Linked DNA regions of Mus musculus: all the other regions are linked to region 1. The links are chromatin contacts, called in public HiChIP or PLAC-seq maps. All regions are on one chromosome and are shown on one strand. The core of a region is the stretch at or near the end of the contact, and the rest is flanking DNA. Distances in the headings are between cores, read along the strand shown.

Region 1 (3,574 bases), core at 585-3,084:
CTGAGTGGCGCCTAACAGCTCTATTTGGCTGTTAAAAAAAAAAAAAAAAACAAAACCTGCCCTTCCCTCTGTTTCCCTGGTAGCCTCCTCCTCCCTGGCTTTCAGTCCTCTGACAGAAAAACAAAACAAAACACAACAAAAACAAAACAAAACATCAGCGTGCACCTCGGAGGTAGCCCGGACCCTCCCATGTCTCTGGTTCCCACCCACTCAGCTGGTCCAACCCCGATTCACCTTCTAGGGTTTGTTTGTTTGCTTTTTTTTTTTTTTTTTTTTTTTTTTTTTTGAGCTCTGCTTCTCTTCTTTCTCCTGGTCCTGACTTGCATGCTTCGCTTTTCTGGATGCTTGCAACAGCCTCCTCGCTGGCTTCCAGCCAGCCAGCCCTACGAAGAAGAATCAGAGACAGCATGCTCAAAAGGACCAAACCTCTGTTAGCTTAAAACCGCTTGAGGATGATGTCAAGCCCGAGGTGGATGCTCGAGGTTCTCCTTGGTAGCCGGCGCCGCCTGGGTGGCCAGGCTTGTTTCTGCCATGTGCTATTTCAAGCCTCCATCCTTGCTCATGCCTTTCCCCCTGCTTAAAAGCCCTGGGCACCACCCACTCCTTATTCTTCAAGAGTTCCTTTACTTTTTTTTTTTTTTTTTCTGGAAATACTCAGCCCCTACACCTACTCTCTGGGGTAAGACTCTGCCTCTCTGTGTTCCCACAGTGCCCTACCTGATTCTGCCTTCTTACCCTGTTAGGACTTGATCACACTGCTGTTGTTATCAGCACTTTAAGGCCTGTGGTGATGAATGACTCATTAGTGACCCCTGACCCTACAAAGTGCCCTGCATCCAGAATCGCCCACCTGCAGGCAACTTGCAAGCTGCAAATAAAGGGGCCAGAGAGGAAAGGGAAGAAGCTAATTTTTTGCAGCCTGATTTTCTCGGCCGAGTTGTCGTCTGTATCCTGTGGCCACCCTGCTTTTCACAGCAAACGCAGCAGGCTTAGTGGTTAATTCCTGAGAACTCTCTCACCCGGGTTCTTTCTCACCTGGTAAAGTTGTTGGCTGTGAAATTTCACCAGTGGGAGAAAGGGAGAGGGAACGTTTCTTTGGGATGCCCTAGGGTTTGTTCAATTGTTCAGATTATTGTATCTCCCTCCTTATAGCTATGGGTGCATCAAAATTGAAGAGGAGACCTCTGACTATACCATTTCAGTTTGAAAAAGGATGACGTATTCCCTTATGACTAAATATAGAGCATGAGTCTGTGCTGATGCATAACTTAGGCAAATGCATGTAAATCCCTTGTGGACGCCCGGGATCCCTGTCTACTGAGTCACAGCGATGGGAGGTTCTCTCCTGCTGGGACCTCCAGTCACAGACCTAACACTGACCCAGTGGGCAGCCGCAGCAAGAGCAGAAGGCATAGGGACTGCCACCCTGGGTCAGGCAGGGTCATGGGACTTGGGGGTTGAGCTGCTGCGGGCATTCGTTGGCGGTGGGGCAGGTGCTGCTGGACGTTGATTCCTTTATAACTCTCCCCAACCTCTCTCTCCCCGTCGTGAACCTGGTTCCTGTTTTAAAGACACTTCTCCTTTCTGCATGGATTTTCTCTAAAGAAAAAATGGCTTTGAAATCTGCTCTTCCTTAAGTCATCCACCAGTTCAAACCAAACATGGCAGGAGGTATCCTGGCCTTTGGGACCACTCCTTATCCTCCAACCCCACCCCCAGCCCCCACCCCCCACCCTGGTTTTCTCTTTTCTTCCAGATGAAAATTTGGCCTCTACCTGCCCTCGTGATTGGAAAAAGTGGCGTCAACTCATCAAAGCAGAACCAGGCTACTACTTAGTCCTTGATCTGTGGGTTACCGGGAAGGCCCAGGGTTACCCAGCCCTTTCTGGTCCCAGCCAGAAACTGGGGGGTAGGGTTCTTTAGTTGGTGTCAGGCCTGCCTGGGGCAGAGAAATGGTGGAGAGAGACTGGGCAAGGGAGGAGGGGTGGCTTTGAAAAGGAATGTGTAGGGGTGACATGGTTAATGTCCCAGGTGAGCCAAGCTGGAAGGGAAGGTCAAAGAGAAGTGACTTGTTTCCTCAGGCTGGCTGCCTCCTTGTGGATGCTGAGGCCAAGCCTACTGTACCCTCCTTGCTATCTCTGGGGGGCTGGCACGCGGGGGTGGGGGGTTCCTTGGCAGAGGGTCAGAAGAGGCAGGAACTTGTACAGTTGAGAGGGAGACCTGTATCGTTGAGGGGCCTGCTGGGCCAGTTGGTAGAGTCTATTGGTCATAGACAGCAGAGTCCACGCAGAGTGTCTGTTTCCAAGGTTAAGTCCAGGTTAGCATTTTGAGGACCTGGATTCTCCAGAGATATGTTAGGGACAGGGGCCTATTCCAGAAGTTGCACGTGGAAGGGATAGAAGGAAGGAGGCTGGACAGAAGCCAGCTGAACTGCGGTCCTGTCCAAAGGCTGGCAGAAAGAGGGAAGGCACCTTGGAGTTCAGCATCCAAGTCTGAGGCAAAGCTAGGCATGGGGGTGCACATCTGTGATCCCACCACTCAGAGAGCTGATGCAGGTGGAGTGTGGTGAGTTCAAGACCAATCTGGGAATCCGCTAGGCAAGCACTGTACTACTGAGCTTCATGGCTTGGCCATTTCTTCTTCCTTTAGCCATGAAGCAGAATCTTAAGGAGACACCTGATTCCCTAGTCCAAGCCTGCTTCTCCTGGCTTCCTGTGCAAAGCTTCGGCCTTCTCTAGCCCACGGAAATGGGAGGAAGGAAGAAATGGGTATCACTTCTGGGCAGCATCTTTGAGAGAAAGACATAGACTTCTGCTCTCCCTGTCTAGACCTGTCCGTGACGGCAGGAGCAGGCATCTGAGGCCTCAAGAGAGAATGCACACATTGAGGGTAGCAGGCTGACAAGACTGGCTGAGCTTGGGTCGCTATGACTGTGGAACTGCCAAACTGAGTCCTGAGCTGCTTCTCCTGAGACGTGGCTGAGAAGGGGTGTGCCTCTATCCTAGTTCAGCCTGTTACCATGACAGCAACCAGATGCCTGTCTTGTTTTGTTTGTTTGTTTGCTTGCTTGCTTGCTTGCTTGCTTGCTTGCTTTTGAGACAGGGTATTGTCATGAGGCCCAGACAGGTCTCCTCCTGCCTCAGCCTCCGGAGCATTAGGATAGGAGGTGTGCAACATCATTGGAATATCTACCTCACTGAGCAGAGGACACAACTGTAGGGACAGAGATCTTACCATGTCAGCCAGCTTTATGTGGGACTTGGGTTTCATGAGCAAGATGACTCTTCTGAGCCTAGACATCCGGACCTCCTATCTCCTCTCTCTTCACTGATCTCAACGGAGGTCAGGTGAGGTTGCTAGGGCTAAGACTCAACACCTTCCCCCAAGACTTGTTGCTTTCCAGTATACAAAGGACCCACACTCTTGAACAAACCGGAGGTAACACGGCCCCACTCACCTTGACCTAGTAGAAATGGCAGGCGATACAATCACTCATGCAAGGTGGGATTGGTGGTGACTGCCTGGTGGGTGTGGCAGTGGACTCTGTGATAGATCAGTCCCCACCCTTCTCTCC
Region 2 (3,574 bases), core at 743-3,242, 100 kb before region 1:
CAGGAGGACACCAAATTCCAGGTCAGCCTTGTTGGCAGAGTGAGACTGTCCCAGGGAAACAAACACAGTAGGGGGTGGTGGGGGTGGCAGCGCATGCCGATGATAAGTTCTTGTGCATGGCAGGCTGAGATGGGATGATTCATTTGAGTTTGAGACCAGCCTGGGCTACTGAGTGAAACCTTGTTTCAATAAGCAAATAATAAAACCACCACCACCATCACCAATAATAAAACTTCAACTAGCAGGAAGTGGACAGTATCCAAAAGGCAGTATTAGACACAAGCTGGAAGGCCCAGGGGACTGACTGTGAGCAACTAAGCACTGTCACCCTAAAATCAGGCCTCAGAGATGACAGGGAGCACAGGGAACAGACAGCAGCTGCAGTCACACATACCTTAACCAGAGTAGAGATTATGTTTCTTTGAAACTCATGGGCATTCACACCCTAGGAAAATCTCCAGGCATATGGCCTATATTCAGTTTATTCAACACCTATTATCAGTTCTCACATGCACACACAAACACACATGTGTGCATATGCACTGTACTACTTAATCCCAGTAACTCTACAGGCTAGCTATAAACATTATTTCAAATACCTGAACTCAGAGCTTATAAGATATATGCCTGGCCTGTAACATCATAACCTGACATCCTGCCTGTACTGTAGAGTGAGCTCAAGTCCACTCTGGGCAATGTACTGAGAATCTGTCTTAAATTAAAAAGCAAAACAGTGGGCTGAGGCTACAGATTAATGTCGGGGCGCTGTACAAAGCCCTGGGTTTGGACCCTACATGGTGGGGAAAAATTTTTATTAGACAGGGTTAAAAAAAATCAGAAACTCCAAGACAGAAAATATTAATTTATCCAAATACATATTTATGATATGCCAACCCATTTCTGTGTACAGTAAGGTACTCAGATGGCTGGAATACTACTTCCTGTCGTCTTTTCTCATCCATTGAGCTTTAAGATCAGTGTGAGGAAGATGTCCATCTTAAGCTCTTCTGTAATCAAAATCTAATTAAGTGAGGACATTGACTATACTGATAAGTGCATCTACATAATAAATAAGGACCCTCCATACGATGGACCGACACAGAAGTAGGAGGAGAGAATGACTCAGAGATCACAGTTCCTAAACGTGGTAGAGGAGGAAAGCTCTTCATGCCCTCCCTCAGTGGCCACCTCGGCTTTAGAGGTCTGTGCTCTCCCCACCAGACCAGACACAACTTATTGGATCTCCAGAACCGGACTTTCCCTAGAAGCTAGACAAAAATATTTCAAAATCCTACTCACTGCCCCCAATCCCCAACCCTTGAAATGGCCTTTACCTTCTATAGGGGAGGTTTTCAGTCTAGTGCAGATTTCCTGTACCCCTCCGTAGTGGGCACTGATCTGGGCCACTGCATCAGCTCCACGAAGCTCCATGAGCTTTCGCAGGTCCATTAAGGTGCAGCCAAACTCCCCTTCATGGCTCTCAGCCACTGTGTTGGCTGACACGCTTTGTCCTGGTGGATTCGTCATTTTGCCTTCTTCAGTTACCAGACTCTCAACCAGAGAAGATGTAGAGTTTCCCCTCTAACTGATCAGTGTCTCTTGCCTTCTATTCGCCGTTTCTTCCCACTTCTTTCTTCTCTGGGAGGTCAGTTAGGGGATAAATTGACAATATCTCGTGCAATAAGTTTCAGAGTAGCAACACCCGGCCTAGATCCTTGCTTCTGTATTAAGTCTACTAGTGAGAAGAGGAAGAGGTTGGGGGAACTTAGTAAAAGATGGACGTGGTGTCACGATGATTGGTGTCCTCTGGGTGGAGATGGGAATGGTTGTCCAGAGTAGGTAGGTTCCTAGTTTAGACTTCTTGTCCATATAGAAGTGTAAACAGGATAAGCATGTTACCATGGAAGCAACCTTAGCAACAATCAGCAATTACGATGGTAGGCTGGCGTCAGGAAAAAGAGGAGGGCTCCCTGGATAACGATGAGGGCTAGGCCTCTGGAATAGAGATGCAAAAAAAAGACAAAAAGGAACAATTAGAACAGCCATGAGGATCCAGGATCTGCAAGGTACTCTCGAGAAGAAGGGTTTAAATGACAGTTGGTGGCTGAACGGAACTGAGAACTGAGGCCTGAGCTCAGTATCCAGGCTCATGGGAAGCCCTGGGTAGGCCTGCTGGCTGGGAATGTAGAGGATTTATCTCAGAAACATCATCTTTAAGCCTTATTTCTTCCAAATCAAGGCACACAAAATAACTCAAGGAACTCGCATATAAAAGGTTATAACCTCTAATGCTCCTCCCCTTCATGGGCTGACTGACCTATAGGATACATTAGTCTGGCCTTACCTGTAAGATGTGAGAAGAATCAGAAAAGGAATCTAGACCCAAGGGGGCTGAAACATGGCTTGCTTGTGCACCTTCTACTCCCAACACAGACATTTACAATCCAGAAAGACAGGCTGATAAAAGGTCTCTTAGAACACTCAGCCTTCAGTGGTATGAAAATTTGGAAACCTACAGCAGTTATCTGGCACCAAATTTTGGTCTCAAGGCTAAGCCCTCGCAGAGGCTTTTCCTGGTAAGAAAAGAGTGAAACACGCTAACAGTTTATGACACAGGGTGGATTCAGTTTTTCTATAAGGGCCAGGTGGAGCTCTGGGAAGAAAGATAGTGAGTGTTCAAGTTTTTCCAGTGTAGGAGAGATAAGAGAACAGTCTGTTCAGCCCATAGACAGGTCCCAACACTGTCCTCAGGGTAAGGGAGCAACCAGAGGGGCTCATGTTAGCATAGTGACACATCAGAGAAAGGTAGGCATTTTTCCCTCAGCAAGATAGACGTTAGCTGGAGCACATACTGGCTAGGGTGTGCAGGCACAGCTAAGGGTATGTGGGGATGAGAGGGGCTGAAGGTGGCTTAGAGACTGAGCTGAGCCCTATGCTCAGCTGCAGACAAGGGCTGGCTACATGTTATATATCAGCTCCTCCGATAGGAGAGGCTCAAGTATGTAGGGCCCCATTCTGGTGAAATAACCACCCTGCAATTGGTCGATGCTGCCAGGGTCTGGCAAGGCACTCCAATTGGCTAGGTAATAAACAAATGCTTTTTTTTTTTTTTTTTTTTTTTTTTTTTTTTTTTTTTTTTGCTTCTAGAAGGTGAATACAACTCTTGAGTCATCAGAGAAGAACTTGGCTCTTTTTATCAATTTATTTTCTCCAGAAATCCCATCTGGCCAAAGCTCCTGACTGATTTCAACCAATCCTGTTTCAGGCAGGTTCCTCTGGAATGGAGGTTATCCCACTTCTGCCCCTCAGCCAGCATGTTCCATCCACCTCCCCAATACCCCGACTTACAACAAGTTAAGCAAGCAGGGAATCCTGAGAAGGTTCCCTGAGGCAGTAGGTGTAACTCCCTCATTAAGACTGGCATAGGAGCAAGACCCACACTAGCAGTCCCCTCCTATTCAAATCCCGTGGAAAGAAGACTTGAGTACAAGAAGAGGGCACACATTCACAAACTATGCTATCATAATTGCTTAATTATTCTGCTAATTATTTTTGTTAATTTCTTACTATACCT
Region 3 (3,574 bases), core at 720-3,219, 79 kb before region 1:
GCAGATCCTGAGAGTTAGAGGTTAGCCTGATCTACAAAGTGAGCTCTAGGACAGCCAAGGCTGTGTAGAGAGACCGACAGGAAAACAAAAACAGCAAAAACAAAACAAATTGCATACATATGTATATGTATATATCTGAGACAGAATTTTATCAATTTCTGAGCATCTGGTCTTTATGCAGGAACTTTTCAAGCTGCTGGCAAATTATAGCACACAGGCCAAGATGGGAGGATTGCCTGGCTTTGTAAGTAACGTTTTATTGACACAAAGCCACAACTATCATCTAAACAGCTCCCATGACCACTTTCAAGGCATAAGTGCACAACTGGTAGTTATGAAGAGACCCTATGGCCACAAGGCCTGAAAAATTTACCTTTACAACAAAAGGCTTGCCAGTTTGGCTCTAGTCTCTAACCCTTTATACTTCCATATTTCTTTTATCTTCATCTTTTCCATTTTTTCTGTCAAAATTTTCAGAAAAAGTTCGTTTACTAACTTTGTCCATAGCTTTACTATCCTATTTAAACTAGACACTTAAATGTTCATTTCTGAGAGTCTGGGATTGTACCTCTGTGGTATAGCATTTGCTTTGGGGTTCCAACTGCAGAACCTCTGAAAGAGCAAAGGTCATAAAAACCAAAATGAATGTTGTGGGAATGGTGACTCATTTTAGTAATTCCAGTATTTAAAGGCTGAGGCAGGAGCATTACCATGAATTCAAGGTCAACCTCAGTTACAGAGTGAGGTAAAAAAAAACAGTAAAAACCTGGGCAGTGGTGGCATATGCTTTTAATCCCAGCACTCGGGAGGCAGGTGAATCTCGGTGAGTTCAAGGCCAGCGAGGGCTACACAGAAAAACTCTGTCTTGAAAAAAAAAAAAAAAACCAATATGAATTTCCTTTGCTCTATTCAGTTCTTCATCATATCTGCTTGTCAAGCTGAGTGTCCTGTGTCTCCATCATGCTTCCATTACCCTGCTGACTCTGGTTATCCACCGTTTCTGTGAGCCTGGTCTGAATCAGCTCTACTGCTCAACCTCATTGGCAATCAGAGGACCGTAAATGTAGAGCAGGAGGAGAAAGAGGGCACTCGGCTTCAGGTCAGCCTGTGTGGGGTACATAGCAGGACTCTTGGAGAGTGTAGGAGTGGGAGTGGTGGATTGGGGGTGAGGAGGGGAGAGAGAGGGGAAAGAGAGAGGAGAGAGAGAGAGAGTATGAATGTGTGTGTGTGTGGTGTACAATGAGGGGGAGGTTGGTGTGGGTGGGGCAAGTGGTAGAGGAGGGGTGTAACAAAGAAGAGAGGGAGGAAAGGGGGTATTAACCATGTGTATGGTCAAAGCTACCAATCGTGGCAAGGCCCTCTGACATGAACTCCTATTGTCAACACAGCTTTGAACACATGAGCCTAACTAGACTTTTATCAATGAATGAAATTCTCGATAGAGGATGATGTGGTTGGGAGAAGGCATAGCCAAGGCAAGCAGAGCCGTTCTCCACTACTGAGTTAGAGGCATTGAAGCAAGGGTGCCATTAAGTTGCTGAGGCCTGGTCTCCCTCTTTGGGTGGGGACTGTAGAGAGTCATTACATTTCACAATGGAAGGAGGCTCAGTTGTTCCCACATGCCCGAGTTCGCATCTCCTCTGGGATCCACAATAAAACAACCTAGGGCAGAACGCAAAGCCCTTCCAGGTCAGACTTGTTGGGTTCTAAAGGAGACCAACCCCACGTAGGCTCTGGAGGCCCGGGGCTGTGACTAGTGCAGAGGACTTGTCCTATGAGGATCTCGCTGCCGCCCTTGCCTTGGGCGGGCACACAACGTCTGGATCTGCTGCTCCCTGCCCGCTGCTGCAGGCGCCCTGGCGCAGCTGGCTCCCAGTCTGAGGATGGTGAGCAGCTGGGGAAACACAGGCCTAAGCCCCTGAGGCCTGGCTCAGCCCAGAAACCCAAAATAACGCGACTAGCTCCACCCTGGCAGCAGTGATTGCTCAAGAAGGGGACCTGTGACTCACAACACAACAGCCAACCTAGCGGCCCAGGCCCCACCCTCTCTTTTCCCACCAAACTCTGGGGAAGGCCCTGCCCCACCCTCCACTCTAGGGACCAAACCTTAAACAAAAACGGGTGCTGTCAGCGGCTCTAGCAAGGTTTCTCTGGAGGGCCCCAGTGCAGGCCCCAAGACTCCTGGGAGCACAGCTCCGCACTCTGCACCATGCACGTGCTTAATCAAAGCTGTAAATCAAGGGATACCTGGTATTAGCAGATAGGGGCTGAAAACCAGGGTCCACTCTGAGGTGTGAGCTTCGAAGATAACACTGGGCAGAAGAGAGAGCCCAGAGTCCCCCTCTCAGCAGCATCGATGAGGCTAGGCAAACCGGACAGCATCCCCTGAGTATGTGGGGGCCTGAGATCCCAGAATGGAAACTAGGCAGCCTTCTCCATTACCAGTGGGGACCACCAGTTTTAGTAATCTCTTTTTTTTTTTTTTTTTTTTCAAATCTGGTAAAAAAAAAAATCTGCCTGCAAATCGCAGTGTTTTTAATTTCCCAGAGAATGTCAGTCTAGATCTCACACTCTACATTATCATAACAATTCTCTGTGGTTAGAAGCAGATGACAAACGGGGGCTCAGAGGTTAAGTGGTTTACTCTCTAGCTAGCTGTAGGGTCAAGAGTGGAATTCAGTCCCCGGATCCTCTGTTGGACCCCCAGGATTCCCAGATTTCTCCTCCACTTTGAGGAGGACGTTTCTCTGGTTCAGTCTCCCTGTTTACACTACATCATAAAGAAGGCCCACTGCACCCAAGGAGTATTCAGTTTGTAGGACCTGGAGATATATCTCCCAAGCTTCTGGGAATCGGGAGCCCAGGACACTCACTGGACAGGATTCCTCACTCCAGCCTTCAAAATAGTACTCTGTACACCTGGAGCCATCCAACGGCATAGGAGAGAATTAGGGAGATCAACCCATTCACAGTTCTTGTCTTGCAGAATTTTTTGCAACAACCCAGTAAGGTATTCAGAATTACATTATTGGATACTTTAAAAAAGATGAAAGACAGTATTTAGAGCTAAGAGACACATTCTGTTCCTTCTCTTTGTGTGTTGCTGCAGGAGGAACCGAATGAGGTAATAGAATAATAAAAGACTTCTGTGTTAATCATGGAAACCCTCAAACATTTCCTTCCACTTTCTCATCCATCTTCCAAAGCCACCCAGGAAGGAGGAAGACAGTGAAACCTCTCTGCTGCCAGGGACAGATTATTTGGACAGTGGTCCAAAGTCTAGCCAGAGTTAACACATCTTGTGAACCAACCTAAGGCTTCATGACTCAACCTGTGGTTCTGCCCTGGACCTGTGCCAGCATTCTTTGGATAGCCTGTATCTACCACAGAAGTCCCAGGGATGCTGCATCACTCTTGAATTCAAGAAAACCAGTTGGTTACAACCTCCAACAGGCTGGCATCCAGACTGATTCGGAACTACCCTGTGATGGTTTGAATATGCATGGCTCTGGGATTAGTAGCACTATTAGGAAGTGTGGCCTAGTTGGAGTAGATGTGGCCTTGTTGGGGGAAG

The links. HiChIP or PLAC-seq counts read pairs in DNA pulled down with a chosen protein or histone mark.
Region 2: an HNF4G HiChIP or PLAC-seq map of pancreatic cancer cells shows a contact between it and region 1. The contact joins the promoter of Atp2b4 here to the enhancer-like site in region 1. A contact is called at or near these places in 8 of 484 Hi-C or Micro-C datasets (bone marrow-derived macrophages, cerebral cortex, cranial neural crest and 4 more), 15 of 115 datasets of contacts at active chromatin or transcription factors (the HPC-7 cell line, bone marrow-derived macrophages, craniofacial prominence and 8 more) and 5 of 9 other capture datasets (adipose tissue, embryonic tail, liver and 2 more).
Region 3: an HNF4G HiChIP or PLAC-seq map of pancreatic cancer cells shows a contact between it and region 1. The contact joins two enhancer-like sites. A contact is called at or near these places in 3 of 484 Hi-C or Micro-C datasets (bone marrow-derived macrophages, cerebral cortex and memory CD8 T cells) and 6 of 115 datasets of contacts at active chromatin or transcription factors (the HPC-7 cell line, bone marrow-derived macrophages, effector CD8 T cells and 3 more).

Annotation. Positions count from the first base shown.
Region 1 is chr1:133,854,952-133,858,525 of GRCm38.p6, forward strand. No RefSeq gene overlaps it. Among named protein-coding and RNA genes, the nearest start is that of Gm31515, 3.0 kb to the right of the region's middle. Within about 2 kb of position 1,835, at least 118 of the 459 cell types and tissues checked have an H3K27ac peak or open chromatin away from gene starts, as enhancers often do. A contact at or near this core is called in the HPC-7 cell line, adipose tissue, bone marrow-derived macrophages and 7 more, where this site is marked.
Region 2 is chr1:133,751,755-133,755,328 of GRCm38.p6, forward strand. It overlaps Atp2b4 (ATPase, Ca++ transporting, plasma membrane 4), which reads right to left and starts at 1,993. Exons shown (of 20, transcript NM_213616.4): 1 at 1,335-1,993. The coding sequence starts at 1,527.
Region 3 is chr1:133,775,907-133,779,480 of GRCm38.p6, forward strand. It overlaps a transcript of Atp2b4 not described here. Among named protein-coding and RNA genes, the nearest start is that of Atp2b4, 24 kb to the left of the region's middle. Within about 2 kb of position 1,970, at least 56 of the 459 cell types and tissues checked have an H3K27ac peak or open chromatin away from gene starts, as enhancers often do. A contact at or near this core is called in bone marrow-derived macrophages and pancreatic cancer cells, where this site is marked.